Regions from separate parts of the Mus musculus genome. Here all the other regions are linked to region 1. A link is a contact called in public HiCAR-type and promoter capture Hi-C data. All regions are on one chromosome and are shown on one strand. The core of a region is the stretch at or near the end of the contact, and the rest is flanking DNA. Distances in the headings are between cores, read along the strand shown. Region 1 holds the start of Egln2 (egl-9 family hypoxia-inducible factor 2). Region 2 holds the start of Zfp61 (zinc finger protein 61). Region 3 holds the start of Zfp27 (zinc finger protein 27). Region 4 holds the start of Zfp428 (zinc finger protein 428). Region 5 holds the start of Zfp93 (zinc finger protein 93). Region 6 holds the start of Zfp114 (zinc finger protein 114). Region 7 holds the start of Cadm4 (cell adhesion molecule 4).

Region 1 (3,469 bases), core at 56-2,555:
ATGGCAGCAGTGTCTTCATCCCCCGGGCATGGAGGGCACGGCCCGGGCCCATGGTGCCACCCTCCTCCGCCTCCTCCTCCTCCACTTGATGCAGCCCGGGGCCGCTGGGCCTCGTGTGGGGCAGGGTGAGGCAGGGCAGGCAGCAGGGGCTCCTCTAGTGCTCTGGGGGTGCTCGCTGGTCCCCAAGTCCACAGTTGTCTCTAGGAGCTTGAGAAGGGACTGATGGGGGTGGCTGGAAAAGAGAAAAGGAAGAACTTAAAAGAAGTCAAGAGACGAGCAGGTGGGAAGGGGTGGGGATGGTACCAGCAGGAAGTAGATGACAGACTGGGCCACAACAAACACACACGCACACAGGGAGACAACATGGGGCATATAACTTGGGAATTTGAGAGGGAATGTCTGGCATAAAGAGTAATAGAGAGAAAGTGCAGAGAACGTTGCATGACGGCCCAGAGAGGAAGGTGATAGGGAGACAGATATCTGTGGACGAAAAGCGACGATGCAAGTGGAAAATACAAGGTACCTGCCTGAGGTTTCTATAGAGACTCAGAGAGATGAGGAGGGAGGAGACACAGAAAACGGGAGTGTGGAATCTAGGGTAAAGTCAGGGTTGTGGGGAACCAACGGGCAATGCCACCGCGCAACATTCGCGGGAACCTAATCGCCTGGGTGGAAGATTACGAGCCAGGGCAGGCGGGGAAAACCGGGAGTCCAGGGACAAAGAGAACAGGGAGAAAAACAAGACGGCAGGGGAGCGGGAGGGCCGGTGGGGTCGACCTGTGCCCTACGGGAGGAAGCCTACTGGGGCCCGACACACACCCAGCCGGAAGGGAGGTCCTGCCAGACGGACGGACTGACGGAAGGGAGCCCGAGAGCAGAGTCCGACCCGACTGCCTTCCTCCCAACCCCCTCCGCCAGGACCCAGGGGCCGCGGGACGCCCCGGGTGACTGAGGCGGGGCCGCCTCGGCCCGGCCCCTCCCCTTGGTGGTTATTGCGCGCTCCCGTGGCCCCCAATGGTCCGCCCCACCGCGCCGGGCGCGCGCTTCCTTCCCCACCCCCAACGCCCTAGCGTGGGGTCGCTGCCGCCCGCGCGCGCTCCCGCCTCCAGCCCCGTCGCCCGCGCCCGGCCACCGGGCCTCAGACTCCTTCTCCTCCCCGGGTCTTTCCCTTCGCGCGACCTCCTCACCGAGCTTTTTCCTCCGGCCTCGGCGCCGCCGTTTGTGCCAGCCGCCCTGCGCTTCGCAGCGCGCCATACCCCGCCCCCCACCGCCCGCGACGCCCCGCCCCCGCCTCGCCCGCTGGGCACGTGACAGCGGCCCGGCCGAGGAGACTGCGCGTGCGCGAACCGCACGTTGACAGGAGGCTTAGAACGCACTGCCCAAGAAGTGAGCTGGTCCGGGACGCGAGGCTTATTTGCATTATGTGCTCCTCCCCTTCCACGCGAAAGCAGACACGCAGGTTCAGTAAAAGGCGTTCTGTGAGTTCTCAAGACGGCCCCTTGGAGAGGGGTACAAAAGAGCAGTTTCACACAGAAAGGCCCACCCCTCGGAGCCAAAAGTGTCAGTGAACTTGTCAGCTGGGTTCTTGGCATTTGCTATGCAAATGTCTCATTTACATGGGCCGCTCCTGCACACAGCCCAAGAGTATATTGAGAAATGACTGCGCAGTTAGTTGGAAAGTGTATGTAAATTCCTACGTCAGTAATTTACATAAGCACTTAAAAAAAAATAACGGTGAGTACGGGACGTCCTTAGAGAAGCGAAACCGGGTAGAACAAATGAGCAAATGTGTACTATTTGCATGACCCGCTCCTCGCTGCTCCCTCAGGGCAACTGTGGGAGTCAGATTAAAGCAACCTGGGACAGACTCACAAAGAAGACATTTGCAAAACCCAGCTCCTCTGTAGCCCAAGCGGATTTTTTGTTTCTGTAGTGCTGGAGACTGAATCCAGAGCTTCACATGTGCGATGCAAGCGCTCTACCACTAAGCTACTCTTAATATTTATACCACCATTCCGGGGAGGGCTGTGTGGATAGGGTTATTTGAATGCCCGACCCTTTCCACCAACTCCAGGGCCTAACAAATGGGCAATAAGTGGGCTTGGATACTTGCTGACATTTTGTGAGAGCAGCTGAAGCTGTCCTGAGGGGGGCTGCACCTGTCTCCAGAAGGCTATGGCTATAAAGACATCAGGGTACATTAAGTATGACCAGGAGTCCGGGTTGCACAAGAACCACAGTGGCACATGGCGAAGAATGTTCGTGTTCGCAGGCACACAGACACACACAAAGAAACAAATCTCCATCAGTGCACACACAAACCTCAGGAGCACGTGTTTTTAGGAACACAGTGAGCCACCGTCCTAGTTTGCAGACATGAGGTGGTGTACACTAAGTCAAACCAGGCACAGACTCAAGACCCCCCCTTAGATTCCCAAGTCCTCGGTCTTGATGTTGCACACAACAGCAGCCTCACCAACACAGTCACCAGGCCAGAGACTACTCACATGCCACAGTGTCATACTGCCCCATACATGTCACACACAGGGATGTCATCGCTGCACACACCACCTTTGATGGATCGTGTACTGCCACTACCATGAAGCATGTACACAACCTGGGATGGGTACATTGTAATCCCAGCTCATGGGAGGCTGAGGCAGGGAGACCTCAAATTCCAGGTTAGTCTAGGCTATAACAAGGCCCTGTGTCAAAAAGGGGGGCTGTGTGTAGGAAAAAGCAAGGACATGTATACAATGACGAACTCTGTCCTCAATGAGTACGTGAGCCAGGATGTACCTACCCCAACTTGTCCCACAAACCAAGTCCCACCACCCACAAACAGGGGCTCCTCATGCAGAGGCCTATTCATAGCTTCCATTAGAGACCACTTCGGTTTCCTCATCTCAGAATGACAGAGGCCGAAACACAGGTGTAAACAATGCTTTATGGAGGACCAGGACAGGATGGAACAGGCCTCCAGGTAATAAATAACAGACTTGCAACAGCGGGGCCAGGCAGGAAGTTGGGGCCAAACGGCCCTGGTCTCAAGCTTTGGGAGTTCTTCAGGTAGGGTTTGGGGCTCAGGGGGACTAGAGTTAGCCAAGGCAGAGGAAGCAGCAGCAGGTATGGGGTCCCCTTTCCCCTGTGGCTCAATCTTGCCCCACAGCCAGGCCCCACCAGGCCAGCGAAGGGGGATGGGGGATGGAGTAACTTTTCTGAGACTGGGGCAGATTGGGGCCTGGCCTCTTGGGGCCTGGTTCTGAGCCCCAGCCTTCGGGCAGGGCTGGTCCAGAAGAACAGGTGAGCTGAAAGAGAAGGGCATTGTGACCTGGAGGGTCCGAAGCTGGTCTCTAGACGTCTTCCTGGCCTTTGTCTGCCTGGACTCTTTTATTTTTATTTTTATTTTCCAGACCGTGCACTGTCTGACTCTGTTGTCCCTCTGCAGGTTATGTGGGGGACTCATTCT
Region 2 (3,315 bases), core at 83-2,582, 2.9 Mb before region 1:
CCTGGTGGTCTCTTCGGGGTTTCTGCCATCTGGGCACAACACTCTGTATAGACTCACCTCTAATAAAAGTTAATCCCAGGTGTACGACCCACACATCCTCCAGCGTCAGCCAATCTTAGTCACTTATGGCTTCCAGCACTGCTTTTTGGGAAGTCAGGGCTGCAGGGAAACCAAAAATTGTAAAATTATAAAATTCCCTACATTACATCTCACAGTTCCTGCCCCAGTACCTGCTGCAAGCAGCCAGCTCCTTCCTCTAAAGGTCATAGATGGGTCACAACTGTGACGGCCAAGAACTGGATGAAGTATTACTATGGTCTCTCCATGAGACCTGCATGCCAGGCAGTTTTGAGTGTTTCACCATCCTTTTTTTTTTTTTTTTCTCTCCAAGTATGCTACTAGGAAGGTCTAATGTCTGTCTTTTGCAGAACACCCAAGATATGCACAGAGAGATCTGCTAGTGCGGCAGGGGCAGAAGCAGAGCCGACTAGGGGGTGGAGAAGGTGGGCGCCGCGGGAGCAGGGAGGGAGCTGCAGAAGGGGAGCGGTGGCCGCAGGCGGAGAGGGGGGCTGCAGGAGGGAGGTGGCTGCAGGAGTGAGGGGGACTACAGGAAGGGAGAGGGGGCTTCAGAGAGGAAAAGAGGGCTGCAGGGAGGGAGGGGGGTAACGAGGGGAGAGGGAAACTGCAGAAGGGGAGGGCTGCTGCAGGCGGGAGGGCTGCTGCGGGCCGGAAGAGGGGGTCTGAGGGCAGGGAGAGTGGGTTGCAAGAAAGGGCTGCAGGACCAGAGAAGGAGATTGAAGGCAGGAGAGGGCTGCGGGCAGGAGGGGAGGGGAGCTGCGGAATGGGAGAGAGAGGGCTGCAGGCAGGGAGAGGGGGCTGCGGGGACGGGGCGGGGCGGGGGCACTGCAGAAGCCGCTCGCGCCGAGGGCCTGCAGGCACCAGGACGCTCCCTCCGGAGCTCGCCGCTGCTCCTTACCTTTCAAACCTCGCTCCTTCCTTTTCACCCGAGACGCAATTGCTGTCGATCTCAGAAGCATCTAGCGGGTCATTCTGGAGGTTCCTGGCTAAAATAACTCAAATCCAGGGGGACAGATGGCTACAGGCTAGCCTGAAGCCGACGAGTTCCCAGAATTCCGCGTGGAGAAACCGTGCGTGACGCTCGGCTCCCTCAGTGGTAACGGAAGTGAGGATGCAGAGGCGCGGGTGGCCGGTCCCGAAGCTAGGGGAGGAGCACCATCCTCCCGTATTGGATTTCCCTGTTGTTTTTCATTTCCCATACTCCCTAAGAAAGTCTTGGACAGCAACGTCTTTACATTGGAGGATGTCTGCCTTAGGACGTATAGGCTTTGGCGCTGGAGAGATGACGTGGTGCGGAGAGCGCTACTAACTGCGGAGCTCAAAACCGTAGTTGCTCCAGCTCCGGAGGACCCGTCGCTCTCTCGTGGCGTCCTCGAGCACTGCATGTACAAGGTACACAGACAAAACATGCAGAGAAAACATCCATAAATAAATAAATAAATAAATAAATAAGTGAGTGAATAAATAAACTTTCCAAAATACTAAAATAAATAAATAAATAAAATAAATCATTTATTGGTGTGTTCATGCATGCGTGGGGAGCGTGCGTGCATGTTATGTGAGACCCCCGAAACTGGGGAGACCTCCGCTCAAGTCCCGGGATGAGCTGGCACCCCAATAAAACCACACCTGATGCAAAACCACAAGAGGCTTTATTGTCAGCTAGCTGAGGACCGCGCAGGGCAGGGGAGTTCGGCCCCCAGAGGTAACAGTAGGGGGGGGGTCTTTTAAAGGAAAAGTGAGGAATTGGGAGGAGTTGGGAGGAGAGTTGGCAACAGTTCTTCTCTGGCGAGGTGGGGGAGTGAGCTATAGCTCCTCTCCTGTGTCTATCTCCGTGTCCTTGGCACAGGGAGCCAAGCAAGGGCCTGGCTAGGTCTTCCTACAATTATCGCATCTCTGGTTGTAAGGCACAGAAAAAAAAAAAAAAAAAAAAAAAAAAAGCTTTTTGCTGGCTATAGAGAACAAAGAGCTTCTTTCTGGCTGTATCCCCAGAGATCGGGGAAAACGGGCTTGGGGGAACGCTCGGGGTCTCACAGTTACAGCGCAAATGAGGAAGTCATAGGACAGCGTACAGGAGTAAATCTCCTTGCAGTCACTATGTGGGTGCAGGGGACCCAACTCAGGTTGTCAGGCTGGGCAACAGGAGTGTTTACCTGCTGAGCCACCTTGCCAGCCCTTGAAAACTCATAAACCCCAGCACAAGAGCCAACTTTTTAAAAGGAGTGAAGATTCAAACATGGTTCAGCAATTTCAATAGAAATAAGAGTAGCAAACATGGACATGTTTATCTTTAGAATTTTTTTTAAAGAAATGGATATAGGCAAATTACCTTGTGGGGGGAAAATGATAACATGTGAGAACTGAACTATCGCATGTTGATGGCAAGAATACAAAGCGGACAGCTGTGTATTTTTTAAAGTTGCTCTTAGAAAAGTTAAATATATTACCATTGATCAACGTAGTAGTAATTCTAGATGTAAATGGCTGGCTGTTTCACAGCATAACCCATTCTCTTAACTCCCTCCTTCCAGTTTCCAGCCCAGGCCCCTTCAAACATTTCTCCCGGCCACTCCTCCCTCAGTTTTCCAACAGCGTAAACAGTCCTTCTCCGGCTTTCCCCATTCTAACCGCTCCAAGCTATAACATCGGCTCTGCCTGTCTACTCAGCTCAGCTTCTCCTGGCTCAGCTGTCTCAGAGTTCCTTCTGTCCCTACTGCCTTCTCCTCTACCCCGCCCCTTCGCTTCTACTAGCTCCGCCCCGGCCCCGCCCCCGGCCCCTTCTCCGCCAAAACTGGCTTTGTTCTCCTTGGTCTCCTGAAGTTTCTCAGTCCCTGCTTCTTTACAAGAAATGATGGAAGCTGTTGCCTATACAGTGAGAGCTTGCCTTTATTTCATTAGCTTGTTTCTCATCATTTTCTTTTCAATCAACTGAGCTCCGTGTTTATTTCACTGACTTTAGACTCAAGTTGGAGATAGTTACTGTGGCCCATAGCTGACTCAGAAACCACTTTTGGCATAAAAATAGATTGATTATTTTAAATATGCAATTCCTTTTTCTTGCTTTCTAATTCTTTTGGAATTTTTTTAAAGATTTACTTATTTTATGTATGTGAGTACACTGTCGCTGTAGCTGTCTTCAGACACACCAGAAGAGGGCACCGGATCCCATTACAGGTGGTTATGAGCCACCGTGTGGTTGCTGGGAATTGAACTCAGGACCTCTGGAAGAGCAGCCAG
Region 3 (3,668 bases), core at 95-2,594, 2.7 Mb after region 1:
GATGGACAAATTACATTTCCATTGTGAGCAATATCCCTCCACAACTAAGCAGACAAAAAAAAAAAAAAAAAAAATCTCTAAGGGGGCTGGAGATATGGCTCAGCAGTTAAGAGCACTGACTGTTCTTCCAGAGGTTCTGAGTTCAATTCCCAGCAACCACATGGTGGCTCACAGCCATCTGTAATGGGATCTGATACCCTCTTCTGGTGTGTCTGAAGACAGCTACAGTGTACTCATATACATAAAATAAATAAATTTAAAAACCAAATCTGTAATGTCTGCTGGTGTGGTGATACAGGCCTTTAATCCCAGAAATCTGGAGGTATAGGAGGGTGGATCTCTGTGAGTTTGAGACCAACCTGGTCTACAGAGTGAGTTCCAGGACAGCCAGGGCTCCAAAAAACAAAACAAAACAAAGGCAAAACTGTAAGGTCATATGATGGTCACACAATATATATGTGTATTTGTGTATGTATATGTGTGTGTGTATATATATATATATATATATATATATATATATATCCATACATACATATATGTGTGTGTGTGTGTGTGTGTGTGGTTTTTTTGTTTGTTTGTTTGTTTGTTTTTTTTTTTGCTTTTCGAGGCAGGGTTTCTCTATGTAGCCCTGGCTGCCTGGAACTCACTCTGTAGACCAGGTTGGCCTCGAACTCAGAAATCTGCCTGCCTCTGCCTCCCAAGTGCTGGGATTAAATATATTAATATATATCACAACATATTGCGATATATGTATATACATAAGCATACACACACAACACAATTGAGGAACGATTATTTTTATGCAATGTGGCATTTATGAAAAGTGATTATGGTATCGACCATAAAACATTTTTCAGCTAGACCACTACCCAGAGATATTATCTGAAACAGAAAATGCATTTCCAAATGACTCCTGGATCACAGAAAACGAATTAAAAAAGAAAGCCATTTATATTTAAAAGACAATAAAAAATCTACATATAAATACATAAGAATGTAAAGTATTACATTAACCAAGGCTAAAAATTAATAAGCTAAACTTTGGGGTTAGAAAGCAAACTTATCAAAAACCCCACGAGACCCTCAGCCACTCATCACATTCCCTAACATCACTCACTTGTCATCACAATCACACATCACCCGGCCGACCTCCCTCCTCCAAAACTCAGAGTTCCGTTATTGATCGGAGAAATCCTTGCCACTGACAACCATCAACACAGCAGACAGCACCCGGTCACTAACTCCCAACATAGGCACACACTACTGACTCCACAGAATTCTAGTTGAAACCAACCGGAATCATCTCGGATGACTTCTTGCCCTTAAGACTCAATGGAAGCAGCACGGGGGAGGGGGAGGGGGAGGGAACCACCTTCAAGCACCAAGGTCACTTCCGGTCTTAAAAAAAAAAAGGCCCTGGGCTATTAGTACTGCGCATGCTCAGCATTACCTCCGATGCCAGAGGACTCCAATAACCCACAGCGTGCTTACATAGCTTCAAGATCCTTTGTACACAATTCCTTAGGAGGATCGATTAACATAGTCGTGCCCAGAGATGCCGCGTAGGCCGCCATCTTTCAAATTTACGCATTCCGTACAGCAGAGGAATAGCTATCCAGCCAGATTACACGGAATGAGATAAAGAACGTAGACCCAAGCACTGTGGCCCACGTCCGAGCATCATCCGATAAGAGGAGGTTCTTCTGGACACGGGGTCATGAGTTCTGTAACACTGAGAAACCTAGTTGCCACTCTGAATAACCTGCTCTCTGTGGAAGAAACCATGCGGTGCAGGGGATTCAGAGGAGAAAAAAAAAAAATTGAGAGGGCTTGTGGGAGAAACCATGTGGAAATGAGGGGACAAATCAAAGTGGTACAATCCACTTTGTAAAAAAAAAAAAAAAAACCATTCATGAAAAAGGTAGAAAAAAACCAGCAACTCCAAGAGCATCAGACCAGTATCAGAAGCAACTGGAAGAGTGTCAAAATCTTTAACAAGACAAACCACATTGGGAGATAAAGTAGAATCTGGGATAAATCCCTTGGAAGATACCGCCGTGAAGCTCCCTTCACGTCAGGGTGTCGGAAGGACAGAGAAGAATGCATGGGTGAAGCCCATCCGTTTCCGTTATTCTCCACTCTAACCACCTCAAGTAAACTAGTAGGCAGCTGTAAGAAAAAGAATAGTTTAATGCTAGGCGTGATGGCACCAACATGTGATTAAAAGCACGTAAAATTAAAATATAATTAATGGATAGCAATCTCCTTAGTGTGTAAATGAAGCCTTAATTTAATACCATGGCTCACCCTCTAAATATCTAATTAAGCTCAAAAGACTGACATTACAAGCTGAAATAGGGCCGGGCGTGCTGGTGCACGCCTTTAATCCCAACACTCGGGAGGCAGAGACAGGTGGATTTCTGAGTTCGAGGCCAGCCTGGTCTACAAAGTGAGTTCTAGGACACCCAGGGCTATAAAGAGAAACCCTGTCTCAAAAAACCAAACCAAACAAACAAACAATGCTTGCTTATACTGCTCTGCCTAGGACCGGAGTTCTGTTCCCAGCTCACAAATCTGTCTGTAACCCTAGGTGATGTAACATCCCTTTCTGACCTTTACAGGCAAATACAGGAAAAACAAGCCAGCGATGGTGGCACACTCCTTTAATCCCAGCACTAGGGAGGTAGAGGCAGGCAGAGATTTCTGAGTTCGAGGCCAGCCTGGTCCACAGAGTGAGTTCCAGGACAGCCAAGGGCTACACTCTGTCTCAAAAGACAGAGAGAGAGCGAGAAGAATTGTAAACAAACGCTTCTATTTCCTTTATTAAAATCAACTAATTTAGAGATTACTGTAACAACCACAAACGTGTGACTAGATATACAAACTCATACACATAACTCATAAAATAGAATATTGTGCAGCTAAGAAAGGAAATATTTATATAGAAATGAGTCCCATAAACACCAAAGTAAAACGGTGTACCCAGTGTATGATGAAGCTTGCCTTTGGTCCAAGCATTTGTGAGACAGAGACAGACTGATCTACGTGAGTTTAGTGCAAACCAAGTCTGCATAGTGACTTGCAAGTCCGCCTAGAGTGAGACCCAGACTCAAAATAAATAAAAATTCGAAGAGAATTTTTTTCACTACGTTATAACAGAACCCTATACCTATTCGGGAACAACCACTCGTTTACAATTCTTCCTAAATCTGATAGATTTTAATAACTAATATTCATTCTTTTTTTTTATATGCCACCTAAATGGATCATATAAATCCTATGCTGAGCCTCGCCAACAGAAAAGGGTAAAACGGAGAATCTGTCGTCATCCTGAAAATTCCTACAGTGAGTTACAAGGCCCAGAAATGTCCAGACTCAGGGTGTGGTATCTCAGAAATCATTTCAACAACTTTGTTCCAGGAGACCAGTGCCACGCAGTTCCTTTTTTAGACTACATTTCCCAGAAATACACGCGACTCTACACAACTTCCGGTGCAAACCTACTCCAAAAACATACAGTGATTCTCTGAGATTGGCCCCCTATCATGGAAGGGGCTCAATGCATTGTAAGAGTTTCTGTCCGAGTTTGTATATCTGTCTAGGAATTTCACGCACAAAATTGAAAATGCGGAACGAGCTCCTCGGCCTGCCTCAGGCCGTGCTCTGGC
Region 4 (3,282 bases), core at 574-3,073, 2.7 Mb before region 1:
TTAAATTGTAAAGAGGGCTCTTAATATTTATATGCTTAAAATCTTAAAATTCCAGCCTTCAAGGAGCTGAGGCAGGAGAGTGAGTTTGAGGACAGCCTGGGCTACACATTAGGCTCCTGTTTCAGAAAGAAAGGAAGGTGGGTCAATCAGTCTCCTGTGGTGGTGGCTTACACTTTTAATTCCCAGCACAAGAGGCAAGTGGATATCTGCAGCCAGCCTGGTCTACATAGTAAACTCCAGGCCAGGGTTAAGTAGTGAGACCCTGCCTGAATAAAATAAACACACACACACATACACACTCACGCACGCACACGCGTGCGGCGGTGGGGGGTTGGGTGGGTACTGTTTTATTTTGTTATGGAAATTTTCATGCAGAGTGAGGAGACTTAAAGAACTCCAAAGCCCCAGGCACCCTCCACCCCATTTCCACCCAGAGCGCTGCATTTATTGAGACCAGTGCTGTGTCAATTTCCCTAAATCACTCAATCTGCAGGAGCTGTATCATCAAGGAAGGCCCTTCGGATTGGCATCAATACCAGGAGAGAGTGAGCTCGGAGCAGCAGGGACAAAGGGTTTTCCCGATGAATCGAAAGGCAAGATCAAAGCCTGAGACAGCAAAGGGATTACTGTGTTTGAAGTGCTGGGGATATGGACCAGATAAAACGGTGGGTGGGTCCAGAAGAGGCGTCAGGGACACAAGTTTGACTGGGAGACCAGGTGTGGGAGGTGCATACCTGCCACCCCAGCCTTTGGGAAGCTGAGGCAGGAGAACTGCAGGGAGTTGACGAAAACCACCCGGAGCTAGAGTGAGTTCCAGAATACACAAGGAGACTCTCAGAAACAAAGCAAAACACAACTATTCCTTTTCTGTGGTGTAATGGGACTCTAGAGTTTTAAATTGCTAGTGATAAAAGCATTCGGGAAGGAGAGGGCTGTAGGGATGGCTACAAATAGTCAGCATGAAGTTATGGCCCTTTAAAATTACCCACAGGAGCTGGGCTGGCTGCCATATGCCTGTAATCTCAACATTCAAGAGGTAGCGTTCAAGGTCATTTTCTTCGACCCAGGTGTTGGAGGCTAGCCTGAGCTACATGAGACTCTGCCTCAAAAAAGAAAAAAAAAAGAAAGAAAAGAAAGAAAAACAAAAAAAGAAATAAAAAAGCAAACACCTATAGCAGACTTTCTAATTGTGCTCCACGGAAAAGCTGCCTTGACTCCCTCTAAGAATGCAAGCACTACTTTGCCTCTGGAAATTTGCATCAGCTATTCCCTCTGCTTTTTGGCATTCTACTTGGCTCCAGTTCAGACCTGGCTTAAAAATCAGCCCTTGGAAGCCCTTGCAGAACCTCGAGCTGGGGCAGGCGTTTCTGGCATCCACGGCCTCCTGCCGTCTACCTCTCTCTCTTCCAGGTCTTGACAGTTCTAAGTATTTGTCTAATCAAATGTGGTTCGTTTTCCTTAGACTGGGGGTTCAGATCTCTCGCAACGCAGAAACCACGTGCTGTCCAGGAATTTATCCTAGGTGACAGGGACGTGAACGGGGTCCCAGACCTTCGGTAGTTTCGGGACAAGGTTGCCAGCCCACCACGATTAAGTCTGCAGTCCCCTACACGCATGCGCTTTATTTTTCCAGGTGCCCCCCCCCTCCCCATCCATATGCTAATCACTGCGCTCTGAAGAACAGCCTCTCCCGGGAATATGCAAATCACATCCTCCAGTGCGGGAGGCCTTCCTTTGTCCCGCGCTAGGATTATGCAAATGAGCGAGCCTCCAGCCCGGGGGATCCGGGCCGAGTATTTAGGCCCCCACTCTCCCCCCTCATTCCAAGGCATCCACTATTTATAAGGCGCGTTCGCTCTACCGCGCACGCACGCACGCGCGATTCTTAAAGCTTCTTCACCCTTCGGGCCGCAGACTGTACCAAGTCTAGCGGGGCCGTGAGCGGCAGAGCCCGCCACCCCCGCCGGCGTGAGCTCTACAGCCTTCGCCATCCTCTGAGCCCCTCTTCCCATCGACCTCCGGGAATGGTCCATCTGACCGCGCACGCGCCCCTCGCTCGCCCCTCGCTCGTTCGCCCGTTCGCTCGCCCGCTCGCCTAGCCTCCCGAAACGCAGGCGCAGTGCCCGGGCGTGCAGCCGCCACCGCCGAGCCTGATCCGGGGCCGCCGGCGTCGGTGAGTGTCCGAGCTTGGGGGGGGCCGCGGGGCATGCTGGGAAGCGGGCGATACAGCCCCGCTGCATGACGGGAGCCCGCGGCCGCTTGGCCGAGTGACCGGCCCGGGAGTCCCTTGCTTTCCCCAGCACGCGGCTCGGGACCCAGCACAGCTTCGCCTCGAGGCATTGTGGGAGCCCGTGGGCCAGGCGTTCTGGGCCTGGGGCATTCTGGGAAGGGCCTGGGCTCCTGGAGGGGACTTTTTTTTTTTTTTTTTTTTTTTTTTTCGTCGCACACGCCTTCTGTGAGAAGCCCCGGGGCAAGGAGCGTTTGGGTGCCTGGTGGTCGTTAAAGGCCCGAGGCATCGTGGGACGCTGTCACGGGGCATTGTGGGAGCTGATCTTTATTGTTTGGTACCGGGGTTTGTCCGAGTCCCAGTCCTACCTAGCGTTGTGCGGAAAGGTATCTATTGTGTTCACTCACGCACTGTGAGGCGTATGTGTGGGTGGGGTCCTGGCCACTCTGCTTTTGAGGGAACTGAGGCATACGGTTTCATGTAGCTGGGTTTTGGACCCACAATATCGCGGAGTACAACCTAGAATTTATAATTTACCAAGTGCTGAGTTCGCAGAGGTGCATCACCACGCCCAGCTGGCTTCCACCTGTCCTAATGCTTCCACTTGATATCCGGAACGTTCTGGAAGAAGCTTTATATAATGTGGGTTTGGAGAGGGATGGCTGTCCCCAAGTAAACCCCCAAGAAAAGTCCTAACAATCCTTGCTGTGATGGTCAAGTAGAATAATAGTTAAAGCCCAGTGTGGTGTCACGCGCCTATAATTCCTGCTGGGGCAGGAGGATTCGCTATTCTAGACCTGTTTTTTTTTTTTTTTTTTTTTTCCTTTTGGGGAGGGCATCAGATCTCAAAAAAAGAAGGGGGAGTGGGTTTATGGAATGGCTAATCCTAGGTATTGTTGCATGGAACACATATATTAAATATTTAAAATAGAAACAACCAGTTGTCCTCAGTTTTTCTTTGCTGAATGGTGCGAGTTTTTCCAAAAATAATGTATTACTACAGAATTAGAGGGGCCCAACATCTGATGATTAATCATGAGAGCTCTTCCTTGCCA
Region 5 (3,539 bases), core at 523-3,022, 2.9 Mb before region 1:
CCTCCGTGCATCCTGGAAGTCGCCCCTACTTGCTCAGTGATTGACTCCTTTATTCATTAGGGGATTGATTCACAAGAAGCCTGAGTGTATGACTCACTCCTTGTCCGCAACCCCTCCCAGGAGAGCAGAATTAGCATCAAAATACAAACAGCACCAGCGCCATCTACAACAGGACACTGGCAGGGAAATCTCAGCATCCATCCAAGTCTACAGAGAAAGGCTGCAGGAAAGGATTTAACCAACGTTGGTGACTGGCAGAACCGTCGTTGACCTACGCGTCCCTTTCTCACAGGAAGCCCCTCTGTATCTGAGGTGCAGAGCTGCATGTGCTCAGGACTCAGCCATTTCCGGTGCAAGTGGAGAGGGGCCCTGTAAGTAAGACTCATTTGAAAATGCTCACCCGTCTCCAACCTGCATTCATATTGATTTGTGTTCCTCAGTATTCCTGAAAGGGGCCTTCAGTCAGCATCTTATATTTATTAGCCTAGTACAGTGAACTGAAATGTGTGCAATTGGAATTATGGGCCCTGACATTCTGTGGGGACAGAGCTTTTGCTGTTGTTTGTTTGTTTATACTGTAACCAATATTTTGAACGTCTTTACTAAACTTGACTTGTGAATGACTTGCTTCTCCTCCTTCCCCTCTAGGTCTAGGTCGGGCTGTCCTTCATGACCCAGGTCCATCTGTGGTTCAGACCTATGCTGCTCCCACGGACTCCCCCAGGCTGTATCTCAGATAAAGAGTTCTTTCTGACAGCTCCAGGGCTCTGAAGGTCAAGGATCAAGCCCCCACTGGAGGATGCTGGGCAGGTTGTGGTTTGAGTGAGAACGCCCCCCACAGGCTCATGTTAAAATGCTTAGTCACCAGGGAGTAGAACTCATTGAAAGGATTTGAAAGACAGGAGGTATGGCCTTGATGGTGAAAGTATATCACTGGGCATGGCTAGAGATTTTAAGAGCACATGTGTCTCTTTGTCTCTCCAGTATGGATGAGGATTTAACTCTCCCTCCCATGCCCGCTGCTGCCATGCTCTTGCCATGATAATGCACTAAACCCCTAAAAGTGTACGCAAGCCTCTAATTAAATGTTTCCTTTTATAAGCGTTGCCTTGGTCATGATGTCCCTTCACAGCAACAGAAGAGTGGCCCAGATAGCCCATGTTCTACCACCAGGTCACTCCCACAGCCCCTCACTAGGGGATTCTGGGCAGTGCTCTACAACTGAGCCGGTCCCCCACCCCTCATAGGGGGTTTCTATGCAGAAACTCTGACTCTGCTGCCTAATTAGGCAACTGCAGCTGTGCAGTTTCCCTGTTAGCTTTTATAATGTAATACAGTATGGGATCTCAATTTTAAAAAAAAATGTATCCACAGCAAGATCTGCTGGCCCTCTCCTTTAATCACAGCACTTGGGAGGCAGAGGCAGACAGATCTGTCAGTTCGAGGCCAGCCTGGACTACTGGGGGAGTTCCAGGACAGCCAGGGCTACACAGAGAAACCCTGCCTCGGAAAAACAAAACAACAACAAAAACAAAGAAGTATCCACAGTTGACTTTCATGGAATTTCAGAAATGAATAAACCGAAAAGCAACACAGAAGAGCGACCTACCAAAAGGAATCCCCTTAGTTAAAAAGGTTCACCGAAGCTTTGCCATTCCGGGGAATATAGTCCCCAGAGAGTGCAGCCACTGAGGAATTCTGGGAATTGTAGTTCCAACGCCAGTAGTGGTCAAGGTCGTTTCCGCTCCCGGGAGGGGAGGATGTTTGTGAGTGCTTCCTGTGAGGTGAAAACCTGGGCCATCGCTCTGCATTTCCTTTGCGCCTGTGCTCCTGATGTATCCCCTCAGTGACCGCATCTGCGGCCCAGGAACAAGCCCGGCATCCAGGTCCTCTCTCGCTGGGCTCTGCCTGAGGCGGGGCTGCCCTACACTGACACACCTCAGCCCCTTGCAGAGCCCCAGGAGAGGCTAGCTTCCCAGGGGAGCCTGGCAGGGGAGCTATGATGAGAGATGGCCCATGTCCTGAATCCTTAAGTGGTATGCAACTTTACTTTTTATGTGATTCCACCCCTATTTATTTATTTATTTATTTATTTAAATAAACAATATTTTTATTTTGTTAAAGTTATTAAATAAATGTATTTAATAATTAGAAGAAAGAGAGAGAGAGAGAGAGAGAAAGAAAGAAAGAAAGAAAGAAAGAAAGAAAGAAAGAAAGAAAGAAAGAAAGAAAGAAAAGAAGTCAAAAGACAACTTGTGGGAGTCAACTTAATGGTACCCAGAGACTCAAACTCAGCAGGTTAGACTCAGTGGCAGTTTCCTTTACCCGCTGAGCCATCTTGTAGGCTCAAACTCCCCATTCCTTGGAGAGGGTTTAGCGTTTTTTGTTATTGTTTTGTTTTGTTTTTTAATTGGTCATTATTTTCATGCCTGTGGGAAAAGAGACTTTGGACTTTGTGGCGGCTCTTGTAAATGAACAATGTTTACTAGTAATTAAGTCTTTTAGAGGGAGATACAAAAGAGGACTCTATCATTTCCATGTATGGAAACAATAATATGTAAGATAGCTGTCACAATTGATAGATCTTTCTGAGAGTGGTAGTCAGTCATGACACAGCACGCATCATAGAGTTCAGAGCTTAGTGAAGATTTGTTTTTCTGGAAAACCCATCACTACAGGCAGCCTTGTGAAGGTAAGAGTGCCCAGCACCCCCCACCCCACCCCCCACATGCACACACACAAGCTGCCAGAAATAGAAAATGTGGCCTTTTCTAACCCGCTGCGGTGAGCGAGGTGAGGCATGGGTGGCCCCTTAACTTTAACCCAGAGTCTTACACTACCAATTAGTGGGAAGTAGGCAGAAAAGCCTGGTCAGCGCGCACAGCCCTTGGGGCTGATGGAGAAGCTGAGGAAGCCATGTGGACCAACTGTCCTAGCAGTGTTCTCACGAAGCCCCTCTTCCCCCAGCTTGCTTCCCAGAGCCCTGCCTTGTCTCAAAGAGAAGAGAACAATGACCAAGTTACAGGTAAGTCGGGTTGCTTCCCCCATCCCCACAGTGCTAGGGATTGGAAACAGGACCCCTGCATGCTGGGCAAGTGCTCTGCAGCCACCGTAGCCTATTTGACAAGGTCCAGGCCACGGAAGGACCCTGTTCCCAAAACAAACAAAAACCCTAGACAGCACCTGAGGAAGGACACCAGAGGTTGGGCTGTAGCCTGTACATGCATGTGTACCCTTGTGTACATATGTACACTCACATGCATGCACACATGTGTACACACATGCACACAGAAAACTGGTCACTCTCATTTCCTGCATTGGACTTCCTGAGCATTCATATCCTGAACAACCAGGGAGCGTCTGGCTTCCGCACAGCTTCTGTGGTTGACCCAACTCAGATGATGGAGGAATGAAGAAAGGACAGACACACAGACACATGTACAGACAAGCTGGGATCGAATGAGCTGTGTGCTCTGATGGAGACTCCCCAGCAGCCCTGAAACTCAGCGCATTTATTAGACACCGCTGAGCACCCAGGA
Region 6 (3,387 bases), core at 346-2,845, 3.0 Mb before region 1:
TTAGGCCTAATGTCTCTTTTTCTTGCCTTCTGCGTATGGATCAATATATAAGTCTCAGCCACTTCTTCAGCACCATTGCCAGCCTGCTGTTATGCTCCTGACAGGATAATGGACTAAAGCTCTGAAAGTATAAGCCAGACCCAAGTTACATGCTTCCTTTTGTCAGAGTTGCCTTGGTCATGGTGTTTCTTCACAGCAATAGAATAGTGACCCAGATCGTCCATGTTCTACTACCAGGTCATACCCCTAGCCCCTCACTGGGGGATTCTAGGCAGAGGCTCTGCCACTGAGCCACACCCCCAGTCCCTCACTGGGGGATTCTAGGCAGGGGCTCTACCACTGAGCCACGCCCCCAGCTCCTCACTGGGGGATTCTAGACAGGGGCTCTACCACTGAGCTACACCCCCAGCCCTTCACTGGGGGATTCTAGGCAGGGGGTTCTACCATCAAGTTATGATCCCAACCCCTCACTAGAAGATTTTAGGCAGGGCTCTACCACTGAGCCTTTCCCCAATGCCTTACAGAGGGAATCTATGAAGGGGCTCTAACTCTGCTGCCAGATCAGGCTCCTATAGCTTCACAGTTGAAGTTTTAACGTTTATATAGAAATATAATATGGGACTTCATTGTTTTTCAAAAGTATCAATAGCAGTGTGTGATGGCCCACACTTTTCAGCCCAACACTAGGGAGGCAGAGGCAGGCTGATCTATGCCTTAGAGGCCACCATTGTTTACGGGAGGGGGTGGGGAGTTCCAGAACAGTCAAGTCTACATACAGAGAGATGTTGTGTCTCCGGGGAGGGGTGGGGGTAGGGGAATCAAAACAACAATAACAAAATATCCATATTTGTCTTTCGTGATGGCTCCATGATAGGTTTCAAATCAGTATTCAAGAGACTAGGCCTAAGAACTGGGCAAGTTCAGGAAAGCCCATGCAAGTTAGAAAAACAAACAAACAAACAAACAAACAAACAAACAAACAAGTCAGGCAGCTAGTCAGAAACTAGAAGGTGCCCAGCCACATAGCCTGAATCTAGGACGATGGGTCAGCAACAGTTTCCAGCCCCATGTCTCAGTAATGGTTCTGGAATTTCCGTGGAGATAGAGTAAGACAAAGCCCACTTATCCTAGGATTCCTCAGCAATAGTTTCGGGCCCTCCACGCCCTGGTAATGGTTCTAGAATACCTAAAGGTGAAGTAAGACAAAGCGCACCTATCCTGGAACTCCCCTAATGTGCTTCAAATTGGGCTTACAATCACACTTTGGGTTCTCTCCTTTTTGGAATGAGGGATCCCCGCTGGTCTTCTGCTGAATAAAACACTCTTTGCTTTTGCATACTATTTGAGTCTACAAACAACGGCAAACAACAGGCCCTGACAGTGGCATTTCAGAAATGAATAAATCGAAAAGCAACCCAGGAGAGCAAGCTCCCCCTTCCTCCTCCTCTCCCGCTCCACCAAAAAAAAAAAAAAAAAAAAAAAAAGATTTCCGGGGGCCCACTGTAGTTAAAACAGCTTGGAACTTATTGATGGTTTTAGAGAGCTGGGGAATGTCATTACAGAAGGGCACTATAGTTTGGCGCTTCTACTGAAGCATTCTGGGAATTGTAGTTCCCACTCCAGGCGGTCAGACTCTTCTGCAAGCGGAGGCGGGCTGGTAGTGCTTCTGGAGATGTGAAAACTTGGAGCGTCCTGCGGCCCTTCGTGTGTGCTCGTGCTAACGGTGTGTCCCTTGGAGAAACAAGTCCACGGACAGGGAGAACTGGGGCACCGATGGCGATGGCGGCGGCAGTGTCTGAGTCCCCTCTTGCTGGGCTCAGCCCCAAGCGGTGCTACCTGGTCCTACTTCCCCTGCTTCCGGAGGGGAAGGAGGAGTCCGAGGGAAGAATCTAGCATCCCAAGGGAGCATGGGGGAGGAGTTGTGATGAGAGGTGGCCTGAAGCCTTAAGTGGTTTGCAACTGGTTTTTATGCGATTTTTTTTTTGCATTTTTTAATTTACTTACTTATTTCCTTAGTGGGACGTGCCACAGCTTGTGTATGAAGGAGATCAGGAAATACCTTGTGGGAGTCCGGTCTCTCCTTCCACCATGCGGGGTTCAGAGACTGAAACTCAGGTGGTCTCCCTCGTCTGTAGTCACCATTATCTGATGAGCCATTTCCCAGGGACAAACTCCCTTTTCCTTAGAGAGGGTTTTTATATCTCATTATTTGCATGCACATGGAAACAGAGACTTTGTGGGGGGCTCGTGCAGATGAACAGCATTTAATTTACTAGTATTTAAACCTTTTAGTGTGAGAGACAGAGCGGAGGACTATCATTCCTATGTATGGAAACAATTGTGTGTAAGAGCTGTCACATTAACAGACCCTTCCGAGAGCAGTGATCAATCATGACGCAGTATTCGTCAGAGTTCAGAGCTTCTTAAAGATTTGTTTTTCTGGGAAGCCCACTAACACAGCCAGATTTGTGAAGGCAATAGTGCCCAGCACCCAGAAATAGAGAATGTGGCCTTTTCTAAGCCCCAGCTGTGAGCAAGGTGAGGCATGGCACTACCTATGAGTAGAAACTAGAAAGAAAAGCCTGGCCAGCGCACACAGCCCTTAGGACTGATGGAGAAGCTGAGGAAGCCATGTGGCCCAACTGTCCTAGCAGTGTTCTCATGAAGCCCCTCCTCCCCCAGCTTGCTTCCCAGAGCCCTGCCTTGTCTCAAAGAGAAGAGAACAATGACCAAGTTACAGGTAAGTCGGGTTGCTTCCCCCATGCCCACAGTGCTAGGGATTGGAAACAGGATCCCTGCATGCTGGGCAAGTGCTCTACAGCTGAGCCTCTCTGAACTGCATGAAGGAAGAGGGGAAGTTGCTGAGAAGAAAGGACTGGAAGGAGGAGAGATAAGAGAGGACGGTGGGAGCCTGGCATGTTGGCACACGCCTTTAATCCCAGCACTTGGGAGGCAGAGGCAGGAGGATTTCTGAGTTCGAGGCCAGCCTGGTCTACAAAGTGAGTTCCAGGACAGCCAAGACTGCACAGAGAAACCCTGTCTCGAAACAAAAACAAAAACAAAAAAAGAGGACAGTGGGAACATGTGCTCAAAGTGCAGTGCACACAGGAAAGTGTAAAAGGATGACTAAAAAGAATTCAAAAAAGTGGGCTGGAGAGATGGCTCAGTAGTTAAGGGCACTGGCTCAGTTCCCAGCACCCACACCTGATACTTACAACTGCCTGTAACTCCAATTCCAGGGTGTCCAGCGCCCTCTTCTGGTCTCTCAGGGCACCTACACACATGTACACACAGGGCATGCACATACATTAAAAAAAGTCTTTTAAGTTTTCCTACATTTTAAAAGTGACATCGTTTTCCACTGCTCACCTAATTTTATCTTACAAA
Region 7 (3,459 bases), core at 765-3,264, 2.7 Mb before region 1:
TTAGCCTACAGATATACACACCTAGAAAGACACAAACACACACATCCACAAAGAAACACACAGACATGCACACACACAGAAAGACACAAACACAGAAAGATACACACACACACACACACACACACACACACACACACACACGAACATTAATCCCTTTGTAAGCCACTAAAAGGATGGACACTTAATCCAACTACGATGCTTAGATGCTCAGAGGTGGGGCCTCTGGGGCTGCATCAGTGAAGTCATCCGGGTGGATCCCTCATGATTGAACACTGGCAGCTGGGTGAGCAGAGACCAGGAGACACACGTGTGCTTTCTGTCTCCCGCCACGTGACACCCTGAGGACTCTCAACAAAAAGGCCCTCGGCAGATGCAGTTCCCGAGAGCTTGCCAAAGTAAAGCTTCCTTCAGAACTCATCCAATCTCTGTCACCAAGTTACTGGCAACAAAAAACCGGTTAATAGACCCTGAACAAGTATTCCCGAAACAGTCTCTCACCTCGCTCGCATCACAGAGATGAGCGGCTTTGTACTCCGTCCCCTAATCTACGTGGTGAGCCGAGAATTGGGAAGAAATGCAGCTGCTCACAGCTGTGGGTGGATATGGAGCTACGGTAGAGAACAGAGAGGCTGCTGGGAGCCTTGGTCCTTGAAACAAGATGCTAGGAGTTTTGGTCCTGACATAAGAGTTGATGAATTTGGGACTAAAGACAGAGAGGATGCTGGGAGCTAGGCACTGGACAGGAAGTGTGTCATGTGATGATGACCCTTGGTTGACCTGGATATACAACAGTTTAGAAGTGATGGAGAGAAAATAAAAAGCCGAGCTTTTCAGAATGGGCATATGTTGACCCAGTTTACCTGCTGTCCCTGAGTCCTGTGAGAGGCAGAGGCCACCAGCACCTCACTTTCTTCCTCTTCTTGGTCCTATGAGTCATAAGCCTGCTCCAGGCCTTCAGGTGGCCACAGGGGTGGGTTCAGGGGAACCCACACCCAAGAAGAAAAAAGAGAGCAAAGTTTGGAGGGATGAGTCAGCCCCCCAGGATGAGGAACAGAACCTGAAAGGCAGAGTCACACAGACAGACTTGACTGGACAGTGTGGGAAAGAGTACAGCGTCTGGATGCCATACCTGGAAGATTGCCCCAGGCAGGGGCTTCGCTCTCCCCAGGGCCTAGGGTTAAGACTTCCTTCCAGTCTGGTTAGCTTTCTGGAGGCCCCTCCCAGGGAAAGAAGACTGAAACTTGGCGAGTCATGGTCAGGACTAGAGGGAGGGAGCGGACACTATTCTATGCCCTGCCCAAAGAAGTCCATACCTGCTCAGCCACCCGCTGCTGCCCAGCCTCTCAGTCTTTCCCTGCCCACATTCACTGTGGCATCATCACACTCCTCTCCCCCAAAGCTCACACTCACAGCACACGCCAGCACCCCGCACCTTCGCGCGCTTCCGAGCATCGCCCTCTCGCGCATCTCCCAAGCATCTCCCACGCACCCCCTATGGGTTTCCCAAGCAGCTTCTGCACAACCCCCGTGCATCTTCCCCGCATCTCCCGTGTGTCTTCTATACATTCCCCCGTGCATCTCCCGCGCCTCTCCCACGCATCTCTCGTGCATCTTCCGCGCACACTCCGGTGCATCTCCTGCGCATCTTCCCCGTGTCTCCCGTGCAGCGTCCTCTAGGGAGCTCCGCTAGTCCAGGCTACGCCTGCGCGCACACGCACGCACACCTTTGCACCTTCACACGACCCTCACGACCTTCCGCTCTCCCAAGTCCTCCCCCACTGGCTCCCACGACGCCGTCACGCTCACGCCCTGCCCTCGCGCCCGGGTCCGCATGCTGTCCTGCTCTCCCACCCCCGTGCGCGCCCTTCCGCGCTCCCGTCCTCCCTCTCCCCGCATTGTCTGGGCCCCTCTGTCCCCGTCCGGTCCCCGCCCCTTAGCTGACGCCACGCCCACCAAGGCGCGCAGTGGGCGGAGCAGAGGGCGGGACTGGACTCGGGGGCGGGGTCGACGGCGCGGGAGGTGCAGGTGCCGGGCCGGGAGCGAGCGGCGGCGGCGGTGGCGGCGGCGGTGGCGGCGGCGGCGGCGGCACCATGGGCCGGGCCCGGCGCTTCCAGTGGCCGCTGCTGCTGCTGTGGGCGGCCGCGGCGGGGCCAGGTAGGGTGACGGAGGTGGGGGCCGGGTCGGTGGGCTGGATCGGGGTGACGAGGGAGGTGTGCGTATTGCGGTCGGGTTGGGGAGGGGGTCTCGTCGCTGTGACAGCTGGGTCGCCTGGGGGCCTGCAGAGGCCGGAACAATGCGCTGCGTGGGGGGGGGGGGCTGCGGGAGACCCTCGTCCCCGGGACAAAGCGCAGCGCGGGCCAGGAGCCCAGAGCCGCGGGCAGGGGAGGGGGGACGCGGGCCCCGGCCGCCGTGCCGCAGCCCCCCCACCCCGCACAGGCCCCGATCCCGCGGGGACAAAGGGCCCGAGACCCTCCCTCCCCCTATGTCCCCAAGCCCTCCTTCTCCAGGCCGGTCCCACTGTCCTTCGGTCCTAGTCTTTAGATCTCTCTCTCTCTCTCTCTCTCTCTCTCTCTCTCTCATTTTCCCCCAGCCCTTGTCCTCTGTCCCTCAGTCTTCAAGTCCTGTCCTTCCTTCCCTCTGTCCTCCTTTCTCCTTGTTTCCCCCTTCCCGTTTCTCCACGCCGCCTTTGTCCCCCACCTCTGTCCCTTTTTCCTGGGTCACTCTGCCTGCCCCCCATCCTCTATTCACTCTGCCGCCTCCTGTGCTGCTGTCGTCCCTCTATGTCCCCATTCACCATCTCTCTCCCCGTCTCCTTGACATCCTGTATCTCTTCCCTTCTCTGTCCCCTATCATTCTCCCATTTCTCTAGCAGCCTCTGTTGCCTAGCTGCCTCCTTTCTCCTCTCTACCCCACTGTCTCCCTCTCCCCCAAATCTGCTTCCTCTCTCCATGCATCCTCCATCCTCCTTTTCCCATCTCTGTATCCCTCCTCGCTCCTGGAGAAGAGTGGTGTCAGGCAGGGCAGTGACAGTATAGATGTGTGAAGTGGCATATAGGGAACATTGGCATGTGAGCACACACGTGGATTCCACAAATGTCTCCCCCAAACCCTCCCACCCGTTCACACATCCAAGCCACACTTCACAGAAGAGCCCCCTCCAGGACATCCACATGTCTTTCTCACTCACTATGGGAATCTGGAGGACCCCCCAGCCCCCACCCAAGACACGGTGACCCTGAGGCTGGGGACAAGGTCAGGAAATGTCACCTGAATGCTCACACTTAGAACCCTGTGTTTCTTATATCCACCATGGGACACTCCCCTGCGGTGGGTCAAGTTACTTTGCCCAGGAATCCATCATGGGGAGGCTGCTGGTGAGCAAAGGCAGGGCTGAGGTCTCCTATAGGGAGTTGAGAATTGGGACCAGGTGGCCCAGCCCTCTTTCCTGGCTCCAGTTCT

The links. Promoter capture Hi-C pulls out the DNA fragments that hold promoters and counts their contacts. HiCAR-type assays count read pairs that join an accessible place to other places.
Region 2: a contact with region 1 is called in a promoter capture Hi-C map of pre-B cells, with 4 times the contacts expected there. The contact joins the promoter of Zfp61 here to the promoter of Egln2 in region 1. A contact is called at or near these places in 3 of 39 promoter capture datasets (cranial neural crest, hippocampal neurons and pre-B cells) and 1 of 115 datasets of contacts at active chromatin or transcription factors (astrocytes).
Region 3: a contact with region 1 is called in a promoter capture Hi-C map of pre-B cells, with 4 times the contacts expected there. The contact joins the promoter of Zfp27 here to the promoter of Egln2 in region 1. A contact is called at or near these places in 2 of 39 promoter capture datasets (cranial neural crest and pre-B cells) and 1 of 9 other capture datasets (adipose tissue).
Region 4: a promoter capture Hi-C map of hippocampal neurons shows a contact between it and region 1, with 2.8 times the contacts expected there. The contact joins the promoter of Zfp428 here to the promoter of Egln2 in region 1. A contact is called at or near these places in 4 of 39 promoter capture datasets (cranial neural crest, frontonasal cranial neural crest, hippocampal neurons and 1 more).
Region 5: a promoter capture Hi-C map of hippocampal neurons shows a contact between it and region 1, with 6 times the contacts expected there. The contact joins the promoter of Zfp93 here to the promoter of Egln2 in region 1. A contact is called at or near these places in 4 of 39 promoter capture datasets (cranial neural crest, hippocampal neurons, maxillary cranial neural crest and 1 more).
Region 6: a HiCAR-type map of astrocytes shows a contact between it and region 1, with 3 times the contacts expected there. The contact joins the promoter of Zfp114 here to the promoter of Egln2 in region 1. A contact is called at or near these places in 1 of 39 promoter capture datasets (cranial neural crest) and 1 of 115 datasets of contacts at active chromatin or transcription factors (astrocytes).
Region 7: a promoter capture Hi-C map of cranial neural crest shows a contact between it and region 1. The contact joins the promoter of Cadm4 here to the promoter of Egln2 in region 1. A contact is called at or near these places in 4 of 39 promoter capture datasets (cranial neural crest, hippocampal neurons, maxillary cranial neural crest and 1 more) and 1 of 115 datasets of contacts at active chromatin or transcription factors (astrocytes).

What each region holds. Positions count from the first base shown.
Region 1 is chr7:27,165,497-27,168,965 of GRCm38.p6, forward strand. It overlaps Egln2 (egl-9 family hypoxia-inducible factor 2), which reads right to left and starts at 1,306. Exons shown (of 6, transcript NM_053208.4): 1 at 1,188-1,306; 2 at 1-232. The coding sequence starts at 2. Rab4b (RAB4B, member RAS oncogene family) reads right to left here. Exons shown (of 8, transcript NM_029391.2): 8 at 2,937-3,308.
Region 2 is chr7:24,298,217-24,301,531 of GRCm38.p6, forward strand. It overlaps Zfp61 (zinc finger protein 61), which reads right to left and starts at 1,333. Exons shown (of 7, transcript NM_009561.2): 1 at 977-1,333; 2 at 58-159.
Region 3 is chr7:29,904,760-29,908,427 of GRCm38.p6, forward strand. It overlaps Zfp27 (zinc finger protein 27), which reads right to left and starts at 1,345. Exons shown (of 5, transcript NM_001037707.1): 1 at 1,295-1,345. It overlaps Mir7668 (microRNA 7668), which reads left to right and starts at 1,750; the gene lies at 1,750-1,808. It also overlaps a transcript of Zfp383 not described here.
Region 4 is chr7:24,505,264-24,508,545 of GRCm38.p6, forward strand. Zfp428 (zinc finger protein 428) reads left to right here and starts at 1,824. Exons shown (of 3, transcript NM_146183.2): 1 at 1,824-2,173.
Region 5 is chr7:24,268,646-24,272,184 of GRCm38.p6, forward strand. Zfp93 (zinc finger protein 93) reads left to right here and starts at 1,773. Exons shown (of 4, transcript NM_009567.4): 1 at 1,773-2,036; 2 at 2,968-3,025. The coding sequence starts at 3,011.
Region 6 is chr7:24,173,427-24,176,813 of GRCm38.p6, forward strand. It overlaps Zfp114 (zinc finger protein 114), which reads left to right and starts at 1,596. Exons shown (of 4, transcript NM_001029933.3): 1 at 1,596-1,723; 2 at 2,683-2,740. The coding sequence starts at 2,726.
Region 7 is chr7:24,480,009-24,483,467 of GRCm38.p6, forward strand. Cadm4 (cell adhesion molecule 4) reads left to right here and starts at 2,015. Exons shown (of 9, transcript NM_153112.3): 1 at 2,015-2,154. The coding sequence starts at 2,091.